Regions from separate parts of the Mus musculus genome. Here regions 1, 2 and 3 are each linked to region 4. The links are chromatin contacts, called in public Hi-C, HiChIP or PLAC-seq and promoter capture Hi-C maps. All regions are on one chromosome and are shown on one strand. Each heading gives the region's core, a stretch centred on a gene start, on an enhancer-like site or on the middle of the called end of the contact. The rest is flanking DNA. Distances are from core to core; before and after follow the strand shown.

What was found. Promoter capture Hi-C pulls out the DNA fragments that hold promoters and counts their contacts. Hi-C and Micro-C count contacts between places; a contact is called where the count stands out from the background. HiChIP or PLAC-seq counts read pairs in DNA pulled down with a chosen protein or histone mark.
Region 1: a Hi-C map of reprogramming fibroblasts shows a contact between it and region 4, with 2.8 times the contacts expected there. The contact joins the promoter of Heatr3 here to the promoter of Cyld in region 4. A contact is called at or near these places in 14 of 39 promoter capture datasets (the 3T3-L1 cell line, the C10 cell line, the HPC-7 cell line and 9 more), 7 of 484 Hi-C or Micro-C datasets (B cells, CD8 T cells, Th1 cells and 3 more), 6 of 115 datasets of contacts at active chromatin or transcription factors (effector CD8 T cells, embryonic hindbrain, large pre-B cells and 3 more) and 3 of 9 other capture datasets (adipose tissue, liver and macrophages).
Region 2: an H3K27ac HiChIP or PLAC-seq map of extraembryonic endoderm stem cells shows a contact between it and region 4, with 5 times the contacts expected there. The contact joins the enhancer-like site here to the promoter of Cyld in region 4. A contact is called at or near these places in 3 of 39 promoter capture datasets (cranial neural crest, hippocampal neurons and stem cell-derived epiblast-like cells), 2 of 115 datasets of contacts at active chromatin or transcription factors (embryonic stem cells and extraembryonic endoderm stem cells) and 1 of 9 other capture datasets (embryonic stem cells).
Region 3: a promoter capture Hi-C map of embryonic stem cells shows a contact between it and region 4. The contact joins the enhancer-like site here to the promoter of Cyld in region 4. A contact is called at or near these places in 9 of 39 promoter capture datasets (the C10 cell line, the HPC-7 cell line, cranial neural crest and 5 more), 1 of 15 datasets of contacts at CTCF or cohesin (the NIH/3T3 cell line), 1 of 115 datasets of contacts at active chromatin or transcription factors (large pre-B cells) and 1 of 9 other capture datasets (adipose tissue).

Annotation. Positions count from the first base shown.
Region 1 is chr8:88,134,680-88,141,839 of GRCm38.p6, forward strand. It overlaps Heatr3 (HEAT repeat containing 3), which reads left to right and starts at 3,206. Exons shown (of 15, transcript NM_172757.3): 1 at 3,206-3,478; 2 at 3,596-3,768; 3 at 5,213-5,300; 4 at 6,993-7,102. The coding sequence starts at 3,341. Mir7071 (microRNA 7071) reads left to right here and starts at 3,527; the gene lies at 3,527-3,595. Cnep1r1 (CTD nuclear envelope phosphatase 1 regulatory subunit 1) reads left to right here. Exons shown (of 6, transcript NM_029074.3): 6 at 1-518.
Region 2 is chr8:89,613,730-89,620,153 of GRCm38.p6, forward strand. No RefSeq gene overlaps it. Among named protein-coding and RNA genes, the nearest start is that of Gm26331, 27 kb to the left of the region's middle. Within about 2 kb of position 2,977, at least 2 of the 459 cell types and tissues checked have an H3K27ac peak or open chromatin away from gene starts, as enhancers often do. A contact at or near this core is called in extraembryonic endoderm stem cells, where this site is marked.
Region 3 is chr8:88,167,319-88,174,356 of GRCm38.p6, forward strand. Heatr3 (HEAT repeat containing 3) reads left to right here. Exons shown (of 15, transcript NM_172757.3): 15 at 3,541-4,634. The coding sequence ends at 3,663. Among named protein-coding and RNA genes, the nearest start is that of Tent4b, 29 kb to the right of the region's middle. Within about 2 kb of position 5,078, at least 5 of the 459 cell types and tissues checked have an H3K27ac peak or open chromatin away from gene starts, as enhancers often do. A contact at or near this core is called in embryonic stem cells, where this site is marked.
Region 4 is chr8:88,693,564-88,699,958 of GRCm38.p6, forward strand. It overlaps Cyld (CYLD lysine 63 deubiquitinase), which reads left to right and starts at 3,465. Exons shown (of 17, transcript NM_173369.3): 1 at 3,465-3,536.

The DNA of each region.
Region 1 (7,160 bases), core at 1,956-4,455, 560 kb before region 4:
GCCTGCAGCTCTCTCTGCTGGAGAGTGTTGATGGCATACTGTGTATGCGCAACAGCCACGTGTACTACAGTAGCCCTTAAAATAAAACTGTCGGAATTGCTGTAAATGCTTAAAGTACTAGAGGTGCCTTTTACCTGTTTATTAGAAGATTTTGAGAAAGTTAAATTATTTCATGAGCAATATGTTAAATTTCATCCAACATTAAACTAAATTTGAATAACAGGACAAAATCGTTTAACAAAGCTGCCATTTAACTTACATGTATTCATCTCTACTTTCCTGGGTATAAAATCACATTCTTTGAATTGCAGCAATAAAACCCTCTGCTTCTAAGAACTCTCTAAGAGGGTATTCTATGTGTTTTGCATTGTTTCATTTTCTGTAAATTTTGTAGGTAAATATGTGTATAAAAATAAATACTTTATATATAACTAGTGGTTAGAGATTTTCTTTGGTTTATTGTGTCTGCAACTATAAAAAAATAAACATATTCTAAGTATCAGATACAAGCTAACTCCAAATTAGATATTTTCCTTGAGCTTTAGCTTTATGTGTATGAGAGTTCTTCCTTTATGTATATCTGTGTACCAGTTGTGTGCCTATGGCCTGTGCAAGTAGGAAAGGAACATCAGCTCCCCTGGAATTGGAGTTACAGATGGTTGTGAGCCACCATGTGGGAACTAGGAATTGAACCCCAAACCTCTACAAGAACAGCCAGTGCTTTTACTGCTTCTTACCCGCTAGGCTATCTCCAGCTCCTATTTTATTGTAATTCTGCCTTGTAGACCAAACAGTTGCAGGTATGGCAGTTGTAGACTATTAGCCTTCCTCATGCCTTATTCATGATCTAATAGTGATTGGCTTTTACTCAAGAAACACATCATTTTTTACATTTGTTACATGGCTCTTACAGACTTGAATTGGGAATTTCCTCCAAGAGTATAAAGCCAAAGAAAAATTTAAGGCCCTTAGGGTTGGAATTCCTTTGAGTGTTTGATTAGAACCTGGTTCTTCTCCCCTAGAAGAGATATAATTGGATATACATGTAAAGTTGGCTTGTGTGCTCTGCAAGAGTAGCCAGTGCTGAGCCATCTCTCCAGCCTCAGAATAATTATCCTTTTGGTTTGTTTGTTTGCTTGCTTTGTTTTTTCATGACTGGGTCTCATTATGTAGCCCTGGCTGCTGTCCTAGAGCTCACTATGTAGACCAGGCTGGCCTTGAACTCACAGAGATCTTCCTGCCTCTCCATCCAGTCAGTATAAGTATTAAACATGCACATCTACAGTAACTTTGTTAGCGGCAGCCTAGAGCTACAATGCTCTGTAAAACCCACGATGCCAGGACCAGGCTATAGCTATTATTTCTAGCTCCTCGAGCAGTCCCTAAGGCATAGCAAGTAAGCACTTTGACTTGAGCGAGCAGATAGACTTGCTTGAGGATGAATGAATCGTGTGGAGTGGACTGGGCAGCAGACCATTTGAGAGCAACTTTTCAGAGCTGGCAGCATTTACATAATCAGCAAAGTGGGAGGTAAGTGACAGTGAGAGCAACGGGCTAATGCCAGACTGTTCTGAAGACACGCAACGCAACTTCCCTTTCAGAAGTAAGTTTCTTTTTTGAAGCAATCAAAATGGTTCTCACTCCTTTGATGTTTCACAAACTTTAAAGTCTGTGAATAGAGAAGCATCTCCTTTTTCATATGATCTTGGTGAATCTGGCTTAGTTTTTCAGATGACTACATAATCACAGTGGAGAGCAGTGTGAGACAGGGCAGTAGCAGGTTGAAGGAGCAGATGCTCTAGAGCCTTATTGCACGCTGCTAATACAGAGTCTAATGCACCTTTCCTGCACGGAGCTCCCAGGCTAGCAGGGACAGCATATAGGGATAGCTTTTCTGTTTGCACACTTTGGAAACTCTGGCACTGGAACTCAGGGCCTGGCACTTGCTAGGCAATCACTCGTTTGCTGAGGCTCATTCCTGCACACATTTGATGACAGGGACAATTCAGAGATAACTGCCACACAAAATACATGAAGGGCCCATGGTGATGTGTCTGCTGGGACAGCAGGAGAATGAGGACACTAAACCAGGCCCCATAAGTGGGGCATTTTTAAATATCTCCCATTTCCAGAATACATCCCTACCTATAACAGAAGGAATTTTAAGTAGATCTGAGAATATGCCCCAGGTGATAGCCAAATGATCAGTTCAAGGAACGCTAAACTTAAGCTATCCTTTGCCCAGGCCTAAGACTAGTTCAGGAGAGCTCCAGGAAGACAGAGGAGGCTCCCTGGTTTATAGAGGACGTGCTGGTAGCATGAAGCAGAATGCCATGATGTCAAACTCTGAAGTGGCTTTTACAGCTACAGGCTGGTGAGATGGCTCAGCAGTTAAGAGTGCCGACTGCTCTTCCAAAGGTCCTGAGTTCAAATCCCAGCAACCACATGGTGGCTCACAACCATCCGTCACGAAATCTGATGCCTACTTCTGGAGTATCTGAACACAGCTACAGTGTACTTACATATAATAAATAAACAACTACAGGACTCCACCAAAAGTTTTTAGAAAATATACTTAAGAGTCTCTTTTAGGAAGGCTATATTTCAAACAGATGTTTGAAAAAAAATAGTAACCTTTAAAAAAAAAGGATGAAATGATTCGGCAAATAAAGGCATTTGCCATGCAAACCTGAAAAATCAGAGTTTGATTCCTGGAACTGTTGTTGATGGAAAGAACCAATTCCTCAGAGGAGTCCTCTGATCTCCACCCGAATGAGGCAGCACGTGTGCCTACACATATACCACACATTTTAAAAAAAATTATTAGACAAATATTTTATGAGAAACTTTTTTATGTTGTCTCAGTCCCTAGCACAATGAAATGACTGGCTGAAAGTCACTAGGCTTCTTCTAAAACTATTACCTATGGGTGGCTGAGGAATGGCTCCTAAGAATGGTAAAGAAAGTACTGAGATTAAAGTCAAGATCCACCACCATCTTGCTGGCTGAACTTGCCTTTCGTACAGTTGAATTTCTGTAGAAGCCTTACGTTTGTACGATGGAAATGAGATGGGTGTGTTAACATTCCCAGGGACATCCAGGGCTCCACCCATTGTCAGGGATGGCCCCGCCCACATCACATTACACGCACGCGCAGTCCCTGCTCCCGCCCTCTGCGCAGGCGTGCTGCTTTTCCATGTGTGCTCAGGCCGTCACATTGGACCCGCTGAGGGGAGACGCCAAGTAACGTCGAGCCTGGAAGTCGCCACGGGCCCGGTGGGCCCCAACGACGGCTGCTGCAGTCGTCCTCTTCTGGTCTGTCACTGCAGCCTCCGTCGCCATGGGTAAGAGTCGGACGAAGCGCTTCAAGCGACCTCAGTTCTCCCCTATCGAGAGCTGTCAGGCCGAGGCGGCGGCCGCGTCGAACGGGACTGGGGACGAGGAGGACGATGGGCCCGCGGCGGAGCTTCTGGAGAAGGTGGGACGAGGGCATGGCCAGGCTCGGGCGGCGGGCGGCCGGGGGCCCGGGGGCCCGGGAGCGAGGTGCTGCAGCGCGCGTGCTCACTACGCGACTCTGACGTCTCGGTTCCCGCAGCTCCAGCACCCGAGCGCCGAGGTCCGCGAGTGCGCCTGCGCGGGACTGGCCCGGCTAGTGCAGCAGCGGCCCGCACTACCAGACTTAGCCCGTCGGGATGCTGTGCGCCGGCTCGGGCCGCTGCTGCTGGACTCGAGTCTGGCGGTAAGGGAGACGGCGGCCGGAGCTCTGAGGTGAGCCCGAGAGGGCCCGAGGCAGTGTCCCTGCGAGCAAACAAACCTGGGACACCCTCGCCCGATGCATTCTCTACTTCTGGGGGAATAATAACATGCCAGTTAGCTCAGGTTTGCAGTGGATGGAGATGTGAATTCATGCACCGAAGGACCCCGGGGCTCACACACTTTTTGTTGTATCCACCTGGCGCTTCACCAACCATCAAACCTCATGCACATTTACCCCATCTCAAAACCCACCATAGAGTCCCTGATAGGATAGTCTTTCAGTCTGGGCTCCAAGTACAGCTGACATTTCAGCATGTAAGATCTCTTTGCAGGCGCTCCACTGAGAGGGTGTCTGGAAACTGTCAAAAAGACTGGGCTGAATTTCAGTAAAATTTAGACCTTCTAGCATGGTGGCACAGACCTTTAATTCCCGCACTAGGGAGGCAGAGGCAGGCAGATCTCTGAGTTTGAGGCCAGCCTGGTCTACAGAGTGAGTTCCAGGACATCCAGGGTCACCCAGAGAAATCCTATCTCAAAAAGGCCAAAAAGCAAAAGCCACTCTAATGAACTGTAGAGAGGACAGAAAGTTAGTATTTGTGCTCTTACAGATTTGCCTGTGTGTATTGTTTCAGTCTAATAAATATTGGATGGAGCACCTGTGTGCCAGCCACTGGACGAGGCCAGTTCAAGGCCACCTTGAACTACTTAGTGAGTTCCAGGACAGCCAGGGCTGTTACACATAGAAGCCCTGTCTTGAAAAAATCAACCAACCAACCAGATAAATAAACAAATCTTAAGTCTATTGAGTAAGATTAGTGTTAAGAATATATTGATTATTATTAACCAAATAATTACTATATGTATAAATACAACTAGTAGTAATTGCAGAGACTACTATTAGGGGTATGATGGTTTGAATAAGAATGTCCCTCATAGGCTTATGTATTTGACCACTTAGTATTGAGTTCTCCTATTTGAGAAAGAATAGGAGGTGTGGCCTTGCTGGAGTACGCGTGGGTTTGTTAGAGGAAGTATGTCACTGAGGGTGGGATTTGAGGTTTCAGAAAGCCCACACCAGGCCCAACATCTTTGTCTATGATCAAGATACAGCTCTCAACTACTGCTCCAGTGCCATGCATGTCACCATGCTCCACGATGACAATGGACTAAGGCTCTGAGACTACAAACAAGCCTCCAGTAAATGCTTCCTTTATAAGGGTTGCCCTGGTCATGTTGCCTCTTGAAAGCAACACAACAGTGTAAGACAATGAATTATTTGATGTGCTGAGGACCAGGACAGTTGAAAATCTGTAGGCTTGCTCTCTAGCATATAACAAATACAGTTTTGTTTTGTTTTTTCCTGTGGAAAACCTTAACTGTGGTTAGACATACAGGGCTTAGCAGCATTTTGTGAGATGTGACTTGAAAGTAAAATGTGTTTACATTTCTTATGTAGAAACCTCAGTGCTTGTGGAGGTTTTGACGTTTGTGATGACATGGTGGCAAAGGACATCATGACGCCCCTGGTGGCACTACTGAGAGAGGTATGTGGCATTTAACATAGCCTGAGTGATGACTTCTGTGTGGTTTTTAGGAGACAGGTTTAGGAGGTTTTTTGTCTGTTTGTTTTTTATTTTTCAATACTTTGGTGTCGTCTTATGTGTCCCTTTAAATACCCTGTGACAATTTTATTTTTTCCCCTGGAAACTCGGTACAAAGGCCCCAGTAATACCAATCTCTATTATTTGTGTCTCTGCCACCTTTATGATTAGAAGAGCCCTTTCTAAAGATATGCACACTTACCCCCTTAGAACTCAAGCCCGTTCCCTGACTGCTCACTCCTGTGTGCCTGTCATTTAATCTTCACAGTGGTCCTATGGGACAAGTCTTTTTTCCCTTTCTTTTTTGTGGTGCTGGAAATGGAACTCAGATCTTTGTGCCTCCCACCAGGCAGGTGCTTTAGCACCACCCATCTGTATCCAAATCCAAGGCAGGTGTTCTTATACTAGTTCATACTGTGCTGATGGGCCCAAGGACAGACGTTATGAACTTACAAAGACTATGTTAGACTCATTGTTACGTGTTACATGTACATTCATGTTACATGCTGTAGCTCATTGGCTAAGGACACTGGACTCTTGTATTCCTCTCAGTCTGCCATGCCTTTTGTCCGTTTTACACTGATGCTATGAGACCTTGGTCAGTGCTCCCTTACAAGCAGTGCTGCTGCGCTGCAGGTGGCTGTGCCATGGGGACACCCAGTTGGGTAGAGATCAGGGATGCTGTAGAACTTCCTTCCTTGCAGAGGGCATTCTCCCATTAGACGTCTAAGACTCAGAAGACCTTTTAGAGAGTGCCCTGTTCTGTGCTAGGAAGCAGCCCTGCACAGAGGTCGGGGCTCCAGTTGGAGGCTAGAATGTCTGCAGCTAGAGCCCAGCTTTACCATACACTCAGCTGTGTCTTCAGGAGCCTCTTTTATCTTATTTTCATACGAATATTGGGAGGTTAAGGTTAATAGTTGAGCTGCTTCAAGTTTGTTGTGAGGATTAACTAGTAAATATATGTAAAATGCTCAGAATAGTACTTAGGGGATGTTGTACAGATATTAACTATTGTATTCCTTTGTCATTCTGTTTCTTTTAATATAAATTAATTATTCTTTTATATATATATATATATATTTATTTATTCGCTTTAAATCAGCACCCTCTGTCATTCTGACTTTTACTATATTAGGGGAAATACGTTGTATTGGTCTTATACTTTCATGTAAAGTGTGGGACAAATAACATCATTCCTTGACAACCTTTCTTATCTGTGTTTCTTGCCAAAGGGATGTATTATTTTTTTAAGTTTTTATTGTTTTTATTTATGTATGTCTGTGTGGAGTGAATGCTGTGTGTATGCAGGTACCTTCAGAGGCTATCAGATAGCGTGGAGCTGTAGTTACAAGTGGTTGTGTACCAATTGATGTGGATACTGAAAACTTAGCCTAGGTTTCCTGCAAGAGCAGTGCAAAACCTTCCTCTGGACAGACAGAGTGCTCTTAACCACTGAGTCATCTCCATGCCCAAGGGATGGACCATGTAGAGAACTGTACCTGTAACCATTGATGTAATTGTTAACTAACCCCTATCATTTCTGGGGTTTTTAAGGTTATAATTCTTTACTATTACTATCTTTTTTGCTTAATTATTCTTTTGAACCTAGGTGCTAATTATGATGTTTGGTTGCAGTGTCTCTCTGGACTGGATTCAAATGAGATGTCTCCACAGGAGAAAGCTGATAAGAGAAATCCTGTAGAGAGCATAGCCAATGAGGCTGTGAATGTGCTGTGGAATGTGTGGTAAGTGCTTTCTGAGGTCAGTCTCCTGTTGTGTCACTGCCCAGCCTGTGGTGCTCTC
Region 2 (6,424 bases), core at 1,727-4,226, 920 kb after region 4:
CTCTAACTAGGAAACCATTAGCAGTCATGTAATTATTGCTGCTGAAGACATACTGCATAAGAAAAGGGTCGTACAAGAACCAACTACGGAATTTACGAGGTGCTCACATTCAGTGGAGTAGGTGAATTATCACATTTCTCCAACTCTCTGATCCATTTAAATTGGAACAGAGAAGGGCAATCTGTTTGTCTCTCCACATCCTCCAAGGAGAAGGTGAACCAGGTAATTTATACCTCTGTATTTGGCCACTTACTCAGTCTGGAAGGAGATAATGAGTTTGTTTTTACATCTGTAAACCTTTCCTAGCCAGGACATGGAGGAAACAGACTGCTGTCACATATGTTCCTTATCCAGGCACCCCTGCTTGGGAGATTTACTTTGTCAAGAAAGGCTTGTGGGATGTGGGATGTTTATGGTCAGGGTTGAGCGGCTTGTGCTCTGTCTTCCTTGGCTTCCTTTGGTATGAAGACAATGGGTTGAGGGATACGTTCCCACTACCAGATCTCTCAAAACAGTCTGTAAGCTCCCATAGGCTACAAGGTAGACCAGCTGTGTGAGCAATCGCCTTAGAGCCTTCACCATTCAGGTACACTGAACATGCTCCCTAGCTTTTGTTATAAAGTCTTTTTCATCACCAGAAGTTGAGTCTCAAAGCTCAGACAATCAATTCACTTACTAAAGGAAAAAAAATCCATTTTCAGAAATGTCTAGAAAGCAAATGTCTAGTCACTTAATATTGAGCAGAGCTTACTATTGTCTTATAAAACCTTACTATTGCTTATTCCTCTTAGCAAAAGCGTTTCACTGGATCTGGTTATCAACTGGGGATGAATTTTGCCCACGAGGGTTATTTGGCCATGTCCAGAGACATTTTGATTGCCACAATGTAAGGATGTTAGAGGGTGAGCAGTAGTCAGGGATACTGATAAATGTCCTACAATGATCGAGTCAGTCACTATGACAACTGAAAGGGATTTGGTCCACAATATTGGTGGTATAGAGGACTGTGTAGTGATATCATGGATGCAAAAAAAAAAAAAAAAAAAAAAAAAAAGGATCCTGCCTGAGATACCTGCATTCTAGTGACATGGCCAAATAGTATCTTTTTCTGGTAGGGTGCTAGGGGCCATAGACATCAGAAGGGAGGTATAATCTGGCCATGGTCACATGAGCTAGGAACAGAGCAACATAGCTAGATATTGTCGTGATTAGGTCATGAATGATGGGACTGAGAAATAGTCCCCTAAAGCTATGTCTAGAAAAGCTATCATGATACATAAGTGTTCCTTTCACTGGACAGAATGAGCAGACAGAAGAATGCAATGAACAAAATATAGGCTTGGACAATTTAGTGATTATCACTGAGTAGATAACTTAGGACTTGATTAGTAACAGCAAAGATGAATTTTCTATGTTTTAGAAAATATATATATATACATATTTCAATGAAAATTAACAAGTATTAAGTGAGAAACTTGCGAACACTTTACTCCAGATCCACATAATTATTCTTTGCTCATTTTATAGACAAGAAAACTAAGACATGGAACTGAGGTCAGAGCACCAGATCATGAAGGCTGCTCAACCTGGTCCCAAAGTTCATCCATGTTCTTCTTGACTTCTGGGCCTGCACATGAAATCCACATGGAATGGCTTGTGTCAAAGGAAAAGCATACTGAATCTCCAGTTTGTGCCTGCGCATGGGTACTTACTACAAGAGCTCCTCCATGCGCATGAATGTCTCAATGAGGAGAAAGAAAAGGACAGAACTTCAGTCTATGCTGGTTTCTAAGCCCCTAAAAGGTTCAGCTTGATGGAGAGTCATTATTCATTAAGCCTCCCAGACTTCTCCCAGCAAATCACTAGACCACATCACCTCTTTCTACAGCCAACTCTTACAATTAGGAGACCGCAGTTACTTAGATTTTCCCTTTAATACAAATGGTGGGAAAAGCTCTACAGTGAACCCAGAGAAACAAGTAGAGTGAATAAAAGCCAATGAAGCAGGAACATAAGAAGTTTCAGGACACATTTTATTTTCCCCTCTTTAGGGAAAATGTGTAAATATCTGAAAAGGTTAGGAGACAGAGCCCCCCCTCCCTGACACCCCTGTTGACACCGAAGACAGAAAGGGGCAACAATACATCATAATTCTGAAAGTATAAGCAGAGGGGCTTTGTTTGCAGCCAGATTCAGGGGTTCTCACCTGTGTCTCAAAAGAACGAGATATTGATCTGACTATGGAGCCGCAACAGCGGAACAATGCTCCCCTCACTGCCCTGCAGGGTTGCCCAGTATTATTTATTGAAGTAAGTTGGATAGTGGAGGGAAGGCTCTGCCCCAGTAATAAGTGGTAATTGCCGGGAAGTGAGGCATTGCCGTTCTCATTGACCCCTGCATCCTGGTATTTTGATGGATTCTATGTAACTCCATTAGGATTGGCATTGTAATATTACACCAGCTGAGCTGTAGAACAACAGACCTCCGTCTGGATCATTGATTTTTGATTATACAGCTCCTCAGCATACCCCACAAGCAATTCCCATCGCTGGAGCTAGGATATCAGAGATGATGGGGGGAACAGATGGAGACTCCCTACCATCAGTTAGTTCCACGGGGCCAGAGAACTGCTCCCACTAGAAGCCTGAACCAGGGAACAGTCACAACACCATGGCTGTGGTTACATATTATTAGTCACCCTCCTCCTACCCTACAGGCTCATGTATTAGGAGCTACATCCTAAAGATGGCAGTATTTAAAGGTGGTGTGGAACCCTTAGGAGATAATGATAGGAACAGATCTTAGGTTCTTTGAGGGGAAGTGGAGATATTGCTTCAAATAGCATTAAGGTATTACTCACTGGAGTCTCTGCTGATGTTACGTAAGCCTAAGCTGCTCCCGCAGGCTCTCCTCTGCCCCTAGGTCTATGGGATTGCTTGCTCCCATGTGTGTTTCCATCATTCCAACCCACAGTGAAGAATGCAGCTGCACAATGGCTCATCCTATCTGTATGGAGGAGGCCCAGCTCAGACCACACTGTGCTGATTTCACCTCCAGCCTCCAAAACTATGACAAGGCATCTCTTTCTCTACTAAATCAGTCTGCCTCAGGAATTTGTGATAACAACAAAAAGAGTCTAATGTCCTTGTTGGTGGCCGAGGACTGGAAACTCTCCAAAGTTATATCCACAATGAATGTGGTAGAATTTGGGGTCGATTTGGGAAACTTCATGGGGCTAAGGAAGGTGTGGACTGATCTTGGCTGATCAACAGCCTACCTCTGGAGGATATTAGTTAGGTCATTAAACATCTCTACAGTGACTTTACCTGTATTTTTTGAAACTCTTAAGCAGTGGTCATGCCTCCACAGCTGTGCGCTCACCCACCTCTTCCTTTCCTTTTTCAAATAATGCAGCTACATAATCCACAGGTTAACATGCCTCCTGACTTCCCTTACCTGAGAGAAGGAATACCCAGGTGAATCTTTGAAGCCTGCCCCTCTGCAGACTCCTAGGTCAGCCTCTCACTTTTTTTTAAAATCTAGTGTTGGGAATTGAACCTACAACCTGATGCTTGCTAAGCAAGCATTCTATCGCAGAGTTCATTTATATGTATTCGGGTGTTTTGCCTGCCTGCATGTCTGTGCACCATGTGCACGCAGTGCCCTCGGAGGGCAATGGTGGGCATCAGAACCCCTGGGACTGGAGTTCCAGGTGGTGTGAGCCACCACGTGGGTACTGGAAGGTGAATCCAGGTCCTATGGAAGAGTTCCAGTGTTCTTAAGCACTGAGCTATTTCTCCAAGCCCTAGATAAGACTTTGCCTGTGTGTCTGCACATGCATCAGATACAACTGTAAGAAGAAACACAAAGGAAATAAAGAATGTAATTGATGTGATAAACCTGCCTGGAATGTGCTTCAGAACAAGGGAAATGGACTTCCTTATCATGAGTGACTTTTGGCAACCTCCCCCCGGCAGGGACAGTCTGTGAGTGCCATCAGTACCTCTTTAACTCTTAGGTAATGGCAGTTGCTTGCTCTGAGATGAAGTCAAAGCCTCATGTTCCACAGGGTGAGTGGCTGATTGCTTAGGAATCTGTGTTGTCTTCAGCAGTTCTTAGGATGAAGGATTGCTGTTTGTTTGCTCAGAACTATTAGTTAGCATGGGCACAGAGGAAACTCCAGGATAAAAGTTTTGCTTGGACAAAGAACCCCAGACTCAGGCATTTTGGTACCAAGCATCAGATCTTGGCAAACTCAGAACTCCTCAAAGAATAACACAATATAACTCAGGGAAGTGGGGGTGAATCCTCTTTTTTTTAAATTAATTAATTAACTAGTTAATTAATTACTCTTACATCTTAACCACAGTTTCCCCTTCCTCCTCTCCTCTCAGTCCTGTCCCCTTTAGCAACCATCCCCCAGCAGAGACACTCTGTGAGTGCCATATATACTTCTTTAACTTTTAGGAAATGGCAGTTGTCTGCTCTGAGATAGAGTCAGAGCCCGTGCCCCACCCGGCCCCCAACCCCCATCAACTCCTTCTTTGTTTCTCTTCAGAAAAGGGCAACTGTTCCACGGATATCAACCAGCCCTGGCTTGTAGGAGTAGATAAGCATATCCTCGCCTGTGAAGGCTACGGGAGGCAGCCTGGTAGGAGAAAAGGGCTCCAAAGTCTGGCAACAGAGTCAGAGTCAGCCCTTGCTTCTGCTGTTAGGAAACCCACACGAAGACCAAGACCAAGATACACAACTGTAACGTGTGGAGGGCCTAGGTCAGTCCCATGCAGGATAGGATACTTGTCATCAGAGGGGCTAATTTTCTTAATGAGGTCCAATGAGGGAGAGATCTGTGTCCAGGGCTGAGGAGAACAGGACAGAGAGATGGGACCCTCCTGACATTTTCCTCACAGAGCTCTTTCCATTTCCACAGGCATCATCTGCTTCACAGAGTCTGCTGTAACTCCTTCTTCCCGAAAATCTTTGATTTGGCTGTCAGTAATGAGATGCTCCCACATCTTAACCCAAGGTTAAATAGCTGTGATATTCAGATTTTTTTTGCAAATAGATTCATCTAGCCTATGTGACTTGGGCTTAAAAGACACCTAAGAAGGCCCAACTGATTTTGTTCCCAATGCAGATTTTTATGTATGGAGATTTGTAGAGGGGTATCCTCCTGAGCGTGCAGGCTGTTTTTTAGTTATGTATCTCATTGGGGATTGATAAACCTTTCTTTGGCATGCAGTCATGAGTCTATAACTACCGTAAGGATACTGAGGCTTCCCTAGGGACACCCAGTCTTCAAAAACCCACATTTTCCCTCTTAAATACAATTACAGCATTCTGCTCAGAGAAGTCTGTAGAAGGAGATTCATGAAATTCCATCAAGCTCATGTCACCACTTAGTGGAAGGACTCCTTTAAGCCAAGGCAAAACCATAACTTTGATTCCTGAAAACAACATATGTGGGGGCGGGGCTGGAGGGTAGTAACACAATTAACTATGCACCAACCCGTGCACCATTTCTAAAGGGAAGTCAAGAAAAGAGGGGCTTTTCATATAGCGGGAAGACAGGTTGTGCAATGTGGGGTCATAAGAAGTCATTTTATTCTCCATTAAGGCAGATTCTGAAAACCCGCATCACCTGCAGGCAGGTCCAAATACTTAGACCAATCTACTTCCCGCCTCTTACAGACGTTAAATGGGCACATACCATGTTTTTGTGATTTCTTTGTAGTTTCCTTTGTTTTAAGGGGAAAAACCTTCTCTTAGTCGTGTTAATAGAAGACTACTTGTTGGCACTCAGGCACATCCACAGACAGCTAAAAGTGACTCCACCACAGTCAGGCATCTTTACAGCCAGCTCTCTAGGGACCCAGTGGCAAGGCACATTATCTCTAGCTGCCCAAGAGGTAACACTGTCTCTCCAAAAGCTTGTGCCTTTGCGCATGCGCCAAGGTCTCACTAAAAGTTGCATTCTTCCTGCTCCCACTCTCCCCTCTTTCCTTTCTCTCCCAGAGGCTGCCTCTATTTCCCGTCCAATAAACCTCCCACGTTAGACCTGGTGCATGGTATGGCTTTTTGTTTGTTTGTTTGTTTGTTTGTTGTTGTTGTTTTGAGGACCCCTGATTGGTCCTATCACGACTCAATGCCAATACTTTTGTTTAGGTTTTCACTTTTTCAAAGCAAAAATCAGTGCTCCGAGAAAATAATAATCAACTTTCTCCTAGAACAATCTGTTTTTCCCTCTTGGAGACGCTCATTGGGTCATAAGCTTGGAAAAGCATATGTTAGCAGGAACCGTCTACATATTATATTATTTCAGAGCATTTTCTCCAACCCATTATGCTGTGTGGTTCCTCCCTAGTAAACTAATGCCCACAACACTAGTGATCTACAGAACATACTTCAGGAGCTATCCTTTCTT
Region 3 (7,038 bases), core at 3,828-6,327, 520 kb before region 4:
CTCACAGAGAAACCCTGTCTCGAAAAAACCTCGAAGAAAAAAAAAATCACATAAATGCCCAGGTCTCAGCAGCTCTGGAAAGAAGGGCCAAACAGCTCGGAGGGTGTGAGGATAATTCCTGTTTAATTCGGTGGTTAGCCCAGCACCTCCATCCATAGCACCCAGTGAAGTGCTTGTTGGCCGTCGTGGTTCTTCAGAATGGCCCTGGACTTCAGTAATTGAATGGAGTGGCACCTTGACAAGTTCTTCATGATGTTACCAGAGCTGTGTTATGTAGAAGTGCTTTGAAAGCATTTTTGTACACTTTTAAACTTCTTTATATGCTATAATGTGCTTTGTATGTTAGCTTTGTTGTGGGTATTTTTAACTTGGGAAAAGAAGACATCTTCGGGATGCTCTGTCCTGGAGAACATAGCAACTGTTGTATTGGCTCAATAAGAGCAGCTGAGAGCTTTGCTTTTCTTTCTTTATTTTTTGGTGCTGGGAATTGAACACAGTTGTGCTGTGCATGTGCTCTGCCCCTGAGTTATGCCAATGCCTAGGAAGTTTAGGAACAAACTTGAATCTTTCCATTTTAGAGGGTTGTCTGTCTGTCTGTCTGTTTGTTTGTTTGTTTGTTTTATTTTCCTTTCTTCTATCCATCTGTCTGTCCATCCTTCCTTTTAGGAGTCACATATACAAGGTAAGTACTCTACCCCAGAGCTACATCCCTAGCACCCCCAAAATAAAAAAGAATTGTTTCCCTTTGAGATATATTTCTTTTTATATGGACATTTTTGCCTGTACATATGTCCGTACAGTGTCTGTGAGTGCCCATGAAAGCCAGAGATGGCGTCAATTCCTCAGCACTGCAGGTACAGGTGGCTCTGAGCTACCAGGTCAGTGCTGAATCAAACCCAGGATCTCTGGAAGAGAAACCGGTGTGCTTTAATCTCTGAGCCATCTCTACAGCCCCATTGAGTTATGTTGCTTTAAGCAGAGACAAATATACCTAGGATTTCTTCCTTTCTTATCCAAAAAAAGTAGCATAACATTACCAAATTTTCTTTTTGTTTTTGCTTAATACTATCTAAGACCTATTTTTATACCAGTGTGCAGTGTCTGCATTGTTCATAAAAGCCTTAGATTTCTGCAGAAGGAGCCTTTGAGATAAGGAGAACGAAGCTTACCCCATTCCTCCACAGCTGCCAGCAAAGCAGATTAGGCAGAGTGATCAAACTTGCAGACGGATGTGGTGGTGCCAGCCTCTAATCCCAGAGCATGGAGGTGAACACAATAAGATCCTATCTCAGAAGATAAAATGAATGAGGGTTGGAAATATGGCTCATAGTAGAGTATGTGTCTAGCATTTGTAAGACCCGGGCTTTAATCCTGAGCACCGAACAGTAGAGAAAGAGCAAAACTCGGAAGAAGGCGGTGCTTTGAAAGCTTTATGAGAACTCTGAGCTGGGAAAGCAACCTGAACCACTGGAGGCGTTGATGGGGCTGGTTTCCTGTTGAGCATGCATTGCTGCAGTGGGATGCTTCGCTGCTGGAGTTTGTCTATGGTAGAGAGCCATAGTGGCCTCTCTTAGTAGCCAGAGGCCAGTCTACAGCATGGGATTTGAGACTTTTATCTTGGTTTTGGTTTATATTCCTGGAAATGGAATCCAGGACCTTATAGCTTGGCAAGTAACCATACATGACCTACAGTTTTAAAACAAAGCCCATTTGTGTAAAATGGAGATACATTTACATTTCTGTAAAAAGGAGGCATTAGAAGCTTCAAGTTGGACTGGAGAATTTGTCTAAAGCCACACTTCTCAAGAGTGTCCCCTCCCCTACCCTCCCCTCCCCCAGCATCACCTGGTGTCTTGTTCAGAATGTGGACTCTTCTCGTTTTCTATTTTTTTTAATTCTGAGTTAATCTCATTTATTATAGTATGGCAGAATGTGGATTCTTAGCCCCCAGCTCCTGGCCTCTAAGTCAGAAACCTAGTTGGTTTTTGTTTTGTTTTGTTTTTTAATATTCTTAGTTGTGCACACCTTATTTGTTTATTTATTTACTGTATGAGTGCTCTGCTGCATGTACATCCGCCCACCTGAAGAGGGCATCAGTTCCCTCTATGGGTGGATGAGCCACCATGTGATTGCTGGGATTTGAACTCAGGACCTCTGGAAGAGCAGCCAGTGCTCTTAACCTCTGAGCCATTTCACTAGCCCTAGATCAGAAACTTAGTAGAGGTACCAGTAGGGGCCCCACCAGCCCATTCTGTAGGAAATCTTAAGAATTGGTGCTTGGGCTGGAGAGATGGCTCAACGGTTAAGAGCACCGTCTCCTCTTTCAAAGGACTTGGGCTCAATTCTCAGCTCTCACATGGCTACTTACAACTCCAGTTCCAGGGGATCTGGCACCCTCTTCTGACCTTTTTGGTTAGTGTGGGTATGTAGTGCCCAGACATGCGTGTGAGCAAAACATCCATACACATAAAAGAAAGGGCCTGGAGATGTTAGACCTTTTGCAAAGGTCCTGCTTCAACTCTCAGTATCCACGTGATGGCTCACAACCATCTTAACTTCAGTCCCAGGGGATCCATTGTCCTATTCAGACCTCCTTGGACACCAGGCATTCATGTGGTATGCATATGTACATATAAGGAAAGTGTTCATGCAAATAAAATTAAATCAGTTTAATTAAAGATAAATAAAAATATCTTTTTAAAAAAAGACTAGGGGTGAGTTATGATTTGATTTCCATAAACTTTGATCTTTTTATCCATGGTTCTTATTTCTGTAACTTTTCCCTCCTTTGGTCTTTTTCCTTCTTTCTTTCTTTCTTTCTTTTTTTTTGAAATAGGGTCTCTGTATGCAACCCTGGCTGTCCTGGAACTCACCATGTAGATCAGGCTGGCATCAAACTCACAAAGATTCATCTGCCTCAATCACTGCTTCCAGAATATTGGGGTCAAACGTGTGCAATTAGCTTGTAACCATAATTCTAATGTGTGTATACAAGTTGGAGAGGTAGTTCAGTGGTTAGATTTACCATGCAAGTGTGAAAAGCAGGAGTTAAGATTGTAAATTTACCACCAAAATGCTAGGAATCTCAGCTTCAGAAGGTAGGGACAGCTGGGCAGTGGTGGCACACGCCTTTAATCCCAGCACTTGGGAGGCAGAGGCAGGCGGATTTCTGAGTTCCAGGACAGCCTGGTCTACAGAGTGAGTTCCAGGACAGCCAGGGCTACACAGAGAAACCCTGTCTCGGAAAAAAAAAAAAAAAAAAAAAAAAAAAGAAGGTAGAGAACAAGAACAAGCTGGCTAGTGAGACTAGCCAAATCAGCAAGCTCTGGGTTTGATTGAGGGATCCTGCCTCACTGACAATGGAAAAGAAAAAAATGGCCACATTCTCATTTTCCTCTTCTTCATGTTCGATATTCTATTTAATCTGGAGTAAAACTTTGACTATATTCTTTGAAATGTCTTGTTTAATAGTAAGTGAATGACTAGTGGATAACAAGTTAGGTGATAATGTTCTCCTTCTCTCTGAATTTCTCTCACCAGATACGGAAAGAAGGGAGGGGCAAGTACAGTCCAGACCAGCTGTGTGTTCTCGACAATGTGAAGATGAATTTGAGACGGTTTATTGCTTACCAGGAAACTGTTGAGAAAAGACTGACTTCTTAAACCATCAAGAGGACCAGAGCTAGGGCTGGCTGAGCATCTGCGTGCCTAGCTGGCACAACAGCCCTGGGTCTATCCCTAGTTCCTGAGGAAAAAGGAGTAAGAGAAGCTGCTTCTCCTGATGGATTTAGTGCTGAGAATACTGAAGGGTTTCCCTTGAATATATGTGCTTCCAAAGCCTTTTTTTCTTTTTTGAGACAGGTTCTCTCTAGGTAGCCCCTCCTGGCCTGGAGCTCACAGAGGTCTACCTGCCTCAGTTTTCTGATTGCTGGGCTTTAAGGTATTCAACACCACACCTGACCTCCAAAAGCCTTCTTTCACTGCCTCTGTTCTCCGTGTTAGTTTGAATGTGAGAACCTGTAGGAAATGTGTGTTACATCTCCAACATATTTTAGCCACTGAAAATGCCCCACATTTCAGGTGCTAGGGTCGGCATTCAGGGCCTTGCTCCTGTGTCGTGAGCTCTACCACTAACTCCACCCCAGCCCTCAGGTGGTTCTTAATGGAAGGGCAGTAAAGAGACTTCAAACAAGTACGTCCTTACATTTTTTTTTTTTAAGAAAAGAAATTAAATCATTGTTGGGATGTTTTTTTAAAGCCAATAAATATCATTTTATATTAGCTAACTCCTAACAGAAATGTAAAGATAAGCTTTATAAAATATTTTTGTCATGAAGTACTATATACCAATGATGAATCTTTTGTGAAGTAAATGACTTGAATTTGTCACTGTGTAGATAGTGAGATGATTGAATTCTGTATAGGGGTCTGAGCAGTTACTCTGGGTAACAGCATTTCCTGTCTTAATTTGATACAGAATCAGAAATTAGTAGAAAATGCTGGACATGGTGGTGCACACCTTTAATCCCAGATCTTCAGAGGCAGAGGCAGGAGGATCTCTTGAGTTCAAGGCCAACCTGGACTACAGATGGAGCACCAGGATAGCCAGAGAGACCCTGTCTCAAAAAAAAAAAGAAAGAAAGAAAAGAAAAGAAAAGAAAAGAAAAAATTAGTAGAAAATATTTTTGAATAAATAACTTTTAACTGGATGTTTTGTGTCATACAGATTATTTTTTATAGCCTAAGTATCCGCCTTCCTAGGCAGTTTGCTTCGTGTCAGAGCTTACAAAGGAAAGCAGCATGACTTTCTTGATGACCTCTCCTTACTGTAAAAAAGGAGGGTACCAGATAGGGCTCATGCTGGGACTGTAGTCCACATTGTCTGGGGACGCCCTGGGCTGCTCCCGAATCCATCCCTCTGCCTGGCCAGAGTGATCAGAAGCAAGCTCAAAGCACAAAGTAGGCTGTAATTTCCCCTAGATCTGTAGCTGCATGGACCACTTACTAGGATTCATTCATGTGCACTGTGGCCTAGTGAGCAGTTTTCCCTGTGCAGAGCAGGCTGTTAGGAAGCCAGGATTATTTATCAGCTCTGAGGAGTCACTGAGATGGTGAAAGCAGAGATAGTGAGGTTTTCTGGTGGGGTGGGAAATGGAGATGCTCTGCCTTGCACAGCAGGCTTTCTTTATTCTCCTGGGTGAGGAGCTGGATGGCTGTGCGTGACCACTGCGGCCAAGTGTTTGACCCAAGTGTTTTTTTAAAAGGGTTTTTTTTTTCTAGAGTGGAACTTTATACGTGAGTTCAAGGCCAGTCTAAGCTAAAGAGTAAATTCAAGATTAGTTTCACAGATAGTCTGCCTCAAGTGTTTGTCTTACCTGTTTGAAAGAGAGTAGTAGCCGGGCGTGGTGGCAACCGCCTTTAATCCCAGCACTTGGGAGGCAGAGGCAGGCGGATTTCTGAGTTCAAGACCAGCCTGGTTTACAAAGTGAGTTCCAGGACAGCCAGGGCTACACAGAGAAACCCTGTCTTGAAACCCCACCCACCCACCCCACCCCCCAAAAAAGAAAGAGAGTAGTGTTTCTGATTCTGTTCTTTCCCATGCCATGCTTCCTAGACTTAGAACAAAGCAGACAGACAGTCAAGTTCAGGGCACACCATGGTGTTTGGTGGGTGGGTGGGTGGGTGAGTGAGAGAGTTTGTTTTATTTAAGCTGTAAGGTGGTTTGGTCACGCTGCAGTCCAGCGCACAGTCGGGTGGTGCACTGAAAATGTGCATGCTACAGCCTTCTAGGCTTTAAGGCATGGGTGGTTCCACCTCAGCTGCTCCCGTTCAGCTTCGTCGCTGTAGCAGCAGGGAAGTGAAAAAGCCCTGGATACACTCCCCAGTTGTAACTTACACAAAAGCTATGGAGTTTGTGCCAGGGTTGTCCGTGGGTAAGTGTCATAGAGAAATCTTTAGAAGGGACGAAGGCACATGCCTGTAATCCTAGCACTCAGGAAACTAATGCCAGAAGATGGCGGGTTGAAAGCCTGTTTGGGCTACATAGCTAGACACATCAAAAAAAGAAAACCCATAAAGTAATTTATTTGAAAATCTTCTGGAAGCCAGGAGTGGAGGCATATACCTTTGATTCCACACTCAGGAGGCAGGTGCAGGCAGATCTCTGAGTTAAAGGCTAACCTGGTCTAGATAACAAGTTCCAGGGACAGCCAAGGCTACATAGAGAAACCCTAAGTCAACAAAAAGAAAAAAGATCAAGAATTGTACCCCACAACTACAAACTATTTAAAGTGTTAGAGTACAAAGCTATATGAGATTATTCATTTTCTAAGTTTTTTATTGTTGTTGTTGTTGTTGTTTGGTTTGGTTGTTTTTTGAGATAGGATTTCATTTAGCCCAAGCTAGTATCAAATGTATTTTGTAGCTGGGGCTGGTTTTCAGCTGTTGATCCATCTTCCACCTCATAAGTATTGAACTGGTTTTAGGGTTTTTTTGGTTGGTTGGTTGATTGATTTTTTTTCATTTGTGCTTGCATGTGTGTACATGACTAGATCCTGTGGCACTAGTGTTACAGGCAGTCAAGAGCTACCTAATGTGGGGGTGTGGTCTGAACTCGGGTCCTTTAGGATTTTAAAGTCTTCGTACTTTTTCATGACACTTAGTGTCTTAGTTAGGATTGCTATTGCTGTAAATAGACTGCAGCCACAGCATCTATTATAAAGAAAAATATTGGGCTGGAGAGATGGCTCAGCAGGTAAAAGCACTGACTGCTCTTCCAGAGGTCCTGAGTTCAAATCCCAGCAACCACATGGGAGCCCACAACCATCTGTAATGAGATCTGATGCCCTCTTCTGGTGTGTCTGAAGACAGCAACAGTGTACTCACATTCATAAAATAAATAAGTCTTAAAAAAAAAAAGAGAGAGAGAAAGGATAGCAAGTTTAAAAAAGAAAGAAAGGAAGGAAGGAAGAAAAGGAAGAAAAATCTTTAGAATTGGGCTGGCTTACAGTTCAGAGGTTTAGTCCATTGTTGGCATGG
Region 4 (6,395 bases), core at 2,215-4,714:
GGGTTCCAGATGTGGCACTAATGTGTCGGAGAGGAGCACTAAGCCTTTTTCCTCTGTGCTTTAGGCTAGGCCACAGAAATCACTCATCATTGAGAATAATACTGATAACCACTCAAAGCGGAGAGCGGTGGCTCATCTGGGCTAGCTTCAAGATGATTAAAGCTATGCTTTTTATCTCATTGAAAAGAGCTTTCTGGTGGTCAGAGTGAAAGCGTCCAGATGGAATGATCAGGTGTACCAGGAGTCCCTTCTCCAGAGGCAAGTACCTCGGTGACAGAGGGGACTCAGAGGGTGCTCCTCACCCACGATCAAGACACCATGGAAGGCTTCTGTGGAGAAAGCGATGGTACCCTATCCTCACCTGCCGGGATATCTGGTCTACATAGCTTTTGTGACTCAGGGCCACGGATTGGTGGGAACACAGCAAGAACCATAGAAGCTGAATGTGTGACTGGAAGTCACCATTCACTGGGGGGAGGTGCGGGGGTGGGGGGAAGGAGAGGCAGTGGGGCAGGGACACCAGATGTCCACTTTGGATTGTGTTAAGTACAGATGTGGAGTAAGCAGAAAAATATAAAATAAACACAGGACTTGGTGAGGCCTGGGGTAGCCCCCCTGGGAGGTTCAGAACAAACAGGGTCTATGACAGGGGCATGCCAGCACCACTAAGAAATGTTTCCTTCAGTACCCACTGTGAGTCACTCAATAGCTCCTAAAAGGCTATCTGGATGCAGTCTAGAGAGGGCTGCACCCAATTCAATAGCCATGCATTGGGGGTGGGGGGAGTCCTACACATATAGTAAGGGGATTAGGTGAGACAGCTTGGGATCACACAACCAGGCTAAAAACCCTTCCTGCTGCTCTAGGCACAAGGACCCACCTGGCCCTGATGCAGCATGCTATGGTGACAGCGCGTTCCCCTTCTCAGTTCTTTCAACATGCCGTGCACTTCCTGTTCCCTTTGGGGTGTTCCCTCAGCCCCTGCTGACATTCATCATTGCTCTCTTACTTTGCAGGAGCCCTTCTCAGGCTGCTTCGGAGTGCACCTCTCCCTTCTCAGAGTTCTTAGACTGTTCTTCTCCTAACTGTAACTGAGCTGTCAACACGGAACACGGAACACGGGGGGTGGGGGGTGGGGGGTGGGGGCAGTACTCTTCTCCCCTTCCCCAGGAAGGCAGATCAGGCATTCCTGTTCTCTACTTAGATGTGTTTCCTGGTAGCTGCTCAGCTACTTAACCTGATCTGCATGGAGCCAAGCCCAGGTTGGGTGGGACAGGCTGAGGGCAGGGAAGCAAGAGGTTATCAATGGGGTCTGGAGTCATCTGAAAAGATGGCTGGTAGAGTTTGCACTTGGGCTGGGCCTTACTTGAAGGGAAGATTGTGGAGGCCTAGGAAGCACTTTAGTCAGAGATACCACTTAAACTCAGGCGAAGAAACAGCTGTGTAACTGAGGGAAACTATTTTCCCTCTCTGGACCTTAATCTCCCTTCCATAAAACAAGACACCGGAAAGATGAAGAACTGCAAATAGTATCTAGTATGACAATAACATCATTTTTGTGTGTCAGACCATGGCGGCTATTTTATCTCTTGAGCCTGAACGCACAGCTTCAGCATCGTTCTAGGCAGCTCAGTTCTAGGCAGCCAGTACCGACTGACCTGGAATGGCGACTAAGAAGAGCCTGCAAGTAAGGTTTGGATGAGCTGGTGATCTTGGATGAAGTCAGGCCCTTATCCTGATTCAGTGAGCATGTGTCAGCGGGGGTGGGGGTGGGGATAAGTGAGGTACATGGTTACTGATAGTGCAGTGGCAAACCCTACTGAAGCAGAGCATTCAACTATACAAGATGTCACTATCAGAAAGGACATAAAGATGCTTCAGCCAGGAGCGGCAAATCACATCTCCAGGAGCCTAAGGACAATGAGCATGAGAGAAAGGATCTGAGGAGAGAAAACAGAGTGGGGGAAGGACTCTGACAATCTGGAGAAAATAAGTCTGCTTGACCCACTAAAAGATTCCCAAGTCTACTTCCTCAACTCTGTCCTCTTCCTTGTTGGATGGGGCCAAGCAAAATGTTCTCCCACACAGCCAGATTGGATCTCTGAATCATGCCAGTGTCATGGGAGAATCCAGATCTATAGGGGAATGTTGTTGTCTAAGGCCACTGTGTGTCACTATTGATTTATATCATGTGGCTAGAGCTTGGGAAATTGGGAACAGGATATATGTATACCAGTGAAAGACAGGAAAGAGTTGAGGCTTCAGTTTTCAGAAGATACCAATTTCATCATGGTTGATTTCAGCAGGGAGAGGAGTTGTGAGTTAATACTGTTAGCAATCACCCATGTGTCTGTCTGCTTCTGTGTTAGTGGTTTTCATTGTTTGGATTTTCAGAAACATGGTAGTCTTCACTGGGGAAATTTGTGTCATGATTAAACACACACACACACACACACACACACACACACACACACACACACACACACACCCCTCCTTCTCAGTATTAATCACCTTCTCCCATAATTAGTAGTTAAAATGTCAAAGGAGAAGGAATTAATTAAGAGAACTATCCAGTGAAGCAAGTCATGTGCTGCCAGGCTCTGGGGCTGATTATAAAAAGAGTTTCTTTAAATATTTTGAACACTTTTGGGAGTCAGAATCCTTCCGTCTAATTGAAAGATCCTTCATTATACCCTTAATTCTGGCTGGTGGCCAGGGATGCAGTCCCGGGTAAGGTAGAGGGTGGAAAGCCTTTCTTTATCCTTAGGAGACTCTCTCCACCCTTGGAGAGGATGGCCACAGAAGTTTAAAAAAACAGCAGGTGTCCCAGACGCCATCTGAGGACAGAAAGAGCTTCAGTTTGTACAGAGTCTACTGTTAGGAGATACTATATAGCATTTCACAATAATCCGGTAAAACAGGTGGTACTAACACCTCCGTTCTACAGACGAGGAAATTGAGGCTTAGGATGGTTGGGAGTTCCCCGTGTTACATGTTGACAAACTGAGAAAGAAAACATTGACTCTAGGTGTAATTCTAAGCTTTGTTCTTTCAATGGAATTCTGAAAATTATTCTCAGTTCTTCTCTGGATCGCTTCCCACCCTAGTTTTGACAGCTAAGCCAAGAGACAAGACCCGCGCAAGGAGGGTGGAGCTAAGAGCACAGCGCCCCGCCCAGGCGTGGTTTCAGCCAATGGTGACATGACACTGGCGGCCTTTCGCCCAATCAGCCATCGCTCCTCGCCCCCACCCTTTCTCCTCTGCCCCGCCCCTTCGCTTTCCCTTTGCCTCCACCGAGCTTGACCGAGCGGAAAGTCCCTTCAGCCAGCACCCTGCCAGCAGCCATTGGAGGAAGGTCTGTTACAAGAAAACCCAATCAGAGCGCACGCAGGGTCGGATCTCTGAATACGATTGGCTAGCGCGGCATCTACCCTCTCCGCCTCCGCTCCTCCCTCCCCGCGGGCAGTTCGGAGGCGGGGCAGGTGGGGGCGGGCCCAGGTAGCAGGTTCGGCTGCGCGGGGGCCCGCGCGCCTGAGGTAAATACTGGGGTGGTGGGTGTGGGGCGCCCGGCCGGCCCGGGACGCTGGTTCTGAAGCCCGGGGCTGCGGCGCTGAGCGGCGGCCGAGGCGGGTGAGTGTGCGCGGCCGCGCGGCTGACGCTAGGTCCCCAGTGTTCCTGCTCTGCCTCAGGCGCCCTGAAGCGCGGAGGCGACCGTCGGGCCTCAGCGCCCGCCCGTTAGCTGCCCCGGGCCGACGAGCTTCTGACGTCAACCGCGGTTGTCACCTCCAGCCTGCCCGAGGGCTCCCGACTCGCGGGACTCCTGCACCACAGGGCTTGGGTAGGAGCAGTGCAGGACTCCGTCTTTCTCTCTGGCCCGCCGTCGTGGACAGATGGGGAAACTGAGGCCGGGACCCTGCCTGGCTCCCAACGGCTGCAGGAGGCAGGGAGAATCTCGGGTTATGGTACCTCACGTCTGTGCTGTTTTGTGGGGTGTTGGTGGCTCCGCTCCCGGAAGAGCAGTCTGGCCTCGCTAATGGCGTGTTCTGCTTTTTCTTTCAGTTTCTCTGGTCTGGAGGGAGGGGGGAGGAGAGAGGATGGTTTTGCACAGTTGTGTAGTTGGAAGGTGCATCCTGTTGAGACAGGTACCTTGTTTTTCCTTTTATTATTATGGTCAGCCTTGGAGGAGACCGCCAAGTCGCGAATGATCATGGTCTGGAACTGAGTTCATCTGGGTCAGCTGCCAGGTTATTCATGTCCTTGGCATCTTTTTCTATTCCACCCCTTGGCATTTGCATGTTTTAGGGGTTTGTCATCCTCTAGCCACCAAGCCTTGCAATCTCCCAACCCCCACTATCCCCGCCACCTTCCTCTTTTTGATTTTCCCTGGAAAGTTGTCTCCTTAGAGGAGCATTCATTCATACCTTGCTGTGGTGTGTGTGTGTGTGTGTGTGTGTGTGTCTGTGTGTGTCTGTGTTGGGGCTAATCAGGGATTCCTAATAAGATTGCTCATTTTTGTAATCATTGGCTCCAGAGAAGAATGCAGGCATCAAGAGGGCGTGCATTCAAACATCAGTCTCTTGCACACCCCCTCATACCTCAAGTAGGTTGAATGGCCCCAAGAATTTAGCCTGCTGCTCCCCGCTGGGTAGTGGGTGGATTTGCACTAGAACAGTATTGAAGGAAAGTGATTTGCTGGAAATTCTTAGTGAAGTTCATGTAATTTGAATGTTGACAGTACCCAGAACATTCTCTAATGTTCTGCTGCAAAATTTTAAGGTATTCTTTAAAAAAAAAAAAAAAAGCCTTGTTTGGACTGGAAACTTTTGAGATGAGCTGATAAGACCAGGAACTTGTTATGTAAAAATGACATATTAAACAGAAGATACCTAAACTGTGGTTAAGTGATTTAAGGAAGTCTTTAATACATGAAGAAAGAGCAGTAATTATCCTGCCCATCAATCTATACTTAGTGTTTTGCTCCTGGTGTTTATACTGTCATCTTACATTTTTAGTTTCAAATGAAGCTCCAAACAACCTGGTTTCATAATTGTGACATTTCACCTTACTTGTTTCTACTTATATGGATAGTAGCATAGTATAAAATTGATTGTGATTTTTTTCCCCAGAGAATTAATGATATTTTAGGCAAACATCATGTTTCTCTATTTCTTGACTCTTATTTTTAACATAGTAGAAACTTCTGGTCACTTAAATAGGACAAGGAAATAGCATTTTGGCTTCCACCATTACAATCTAAGCTAATCAAGTTTTCTGGTCTAGTCCCTGGAAAGACAAGGAGTGGGGAAGTCACATTTTTAGAGCCCAGTGGTTAGGTTTAACTCACAAGAGACAGCATTGTTCCTGTCTTCCTGATGTGACTGCAGATGCAAGAGCCAGACTTTTTTTTTTTTTCCAGACTTTTTTATTAAATAAACCTTTTAAGTCCCACTTGGTTTTGTGACTGTATCCTCGTGTCACAAATTATTCTGGTCTTGAAATCTCTGTATTTCTATTTACTGTTTAGGCATGTAATGACTTGTTCTTTTAGTAAGAGTTGTTTTTTCTTAAGTTAGTCATTCTAACTGACTGAAAGCATTTGGAGAAGATGTGGCTCTTTTCTTGCATATCCATGCCAGCCTGCTTACCTCTTTACCATTTGTGATTTGAGCAGTATTTAGTATTGTAATTTCTATTGTGATTTAGAAAGCTTTCTGTGGTGTTTTAGAACAAGGAGGCTACCTCAGAAGAGCCAGATGTGATTGAATTACACCTGTCTTTGTGAGTGTCTTGGGGATGGTACATCTTGATCACTTGAGCATCCAGATGTTTTAGTCTAGAAAAATTACATTATCGCTTTTATGTAGCTGGTGACCATTCATATTGTGATTCTTAAAACCTGGTAATTCTGATCATTAATATTTGTTGTAGGACTTGCATCCTGTTCATCTTATCATTTCATTCACTGGAAATTGTTCAACATTTATTTTTTTAACCCTCATTTAGTTTAATAATTTTTATCTTAACATAATGGAACCCTCCTTTACTCAGCATTCAGGCCGACAACTTGCTCATAAGCAGATAGATTCTTTTTTGTTCCCTCGTCTCCAGTGTCCCCAAGAAAGGCCTCCTTTCATCTTTGTGTCATGCTGAACAGTTTGAGGCTACATTGTTGTGGTCCAGCTCTTTGATACTCTTCTTTCAGTATTTCAGTAATTAATCAAAATATACACAATTACTGTTACCCAGTCAGACATGGGACAATGTTTAGATGAGTTGTTCCTGATATATTCACCTTCACAATGATTCCATTTGCCAAGTAACTCGAGAGTATAGTTGAAAATCTCCCCCTTCATACTCTCTCTCTCCTCATTACTGTGAACTTGTTGTCTAATAGC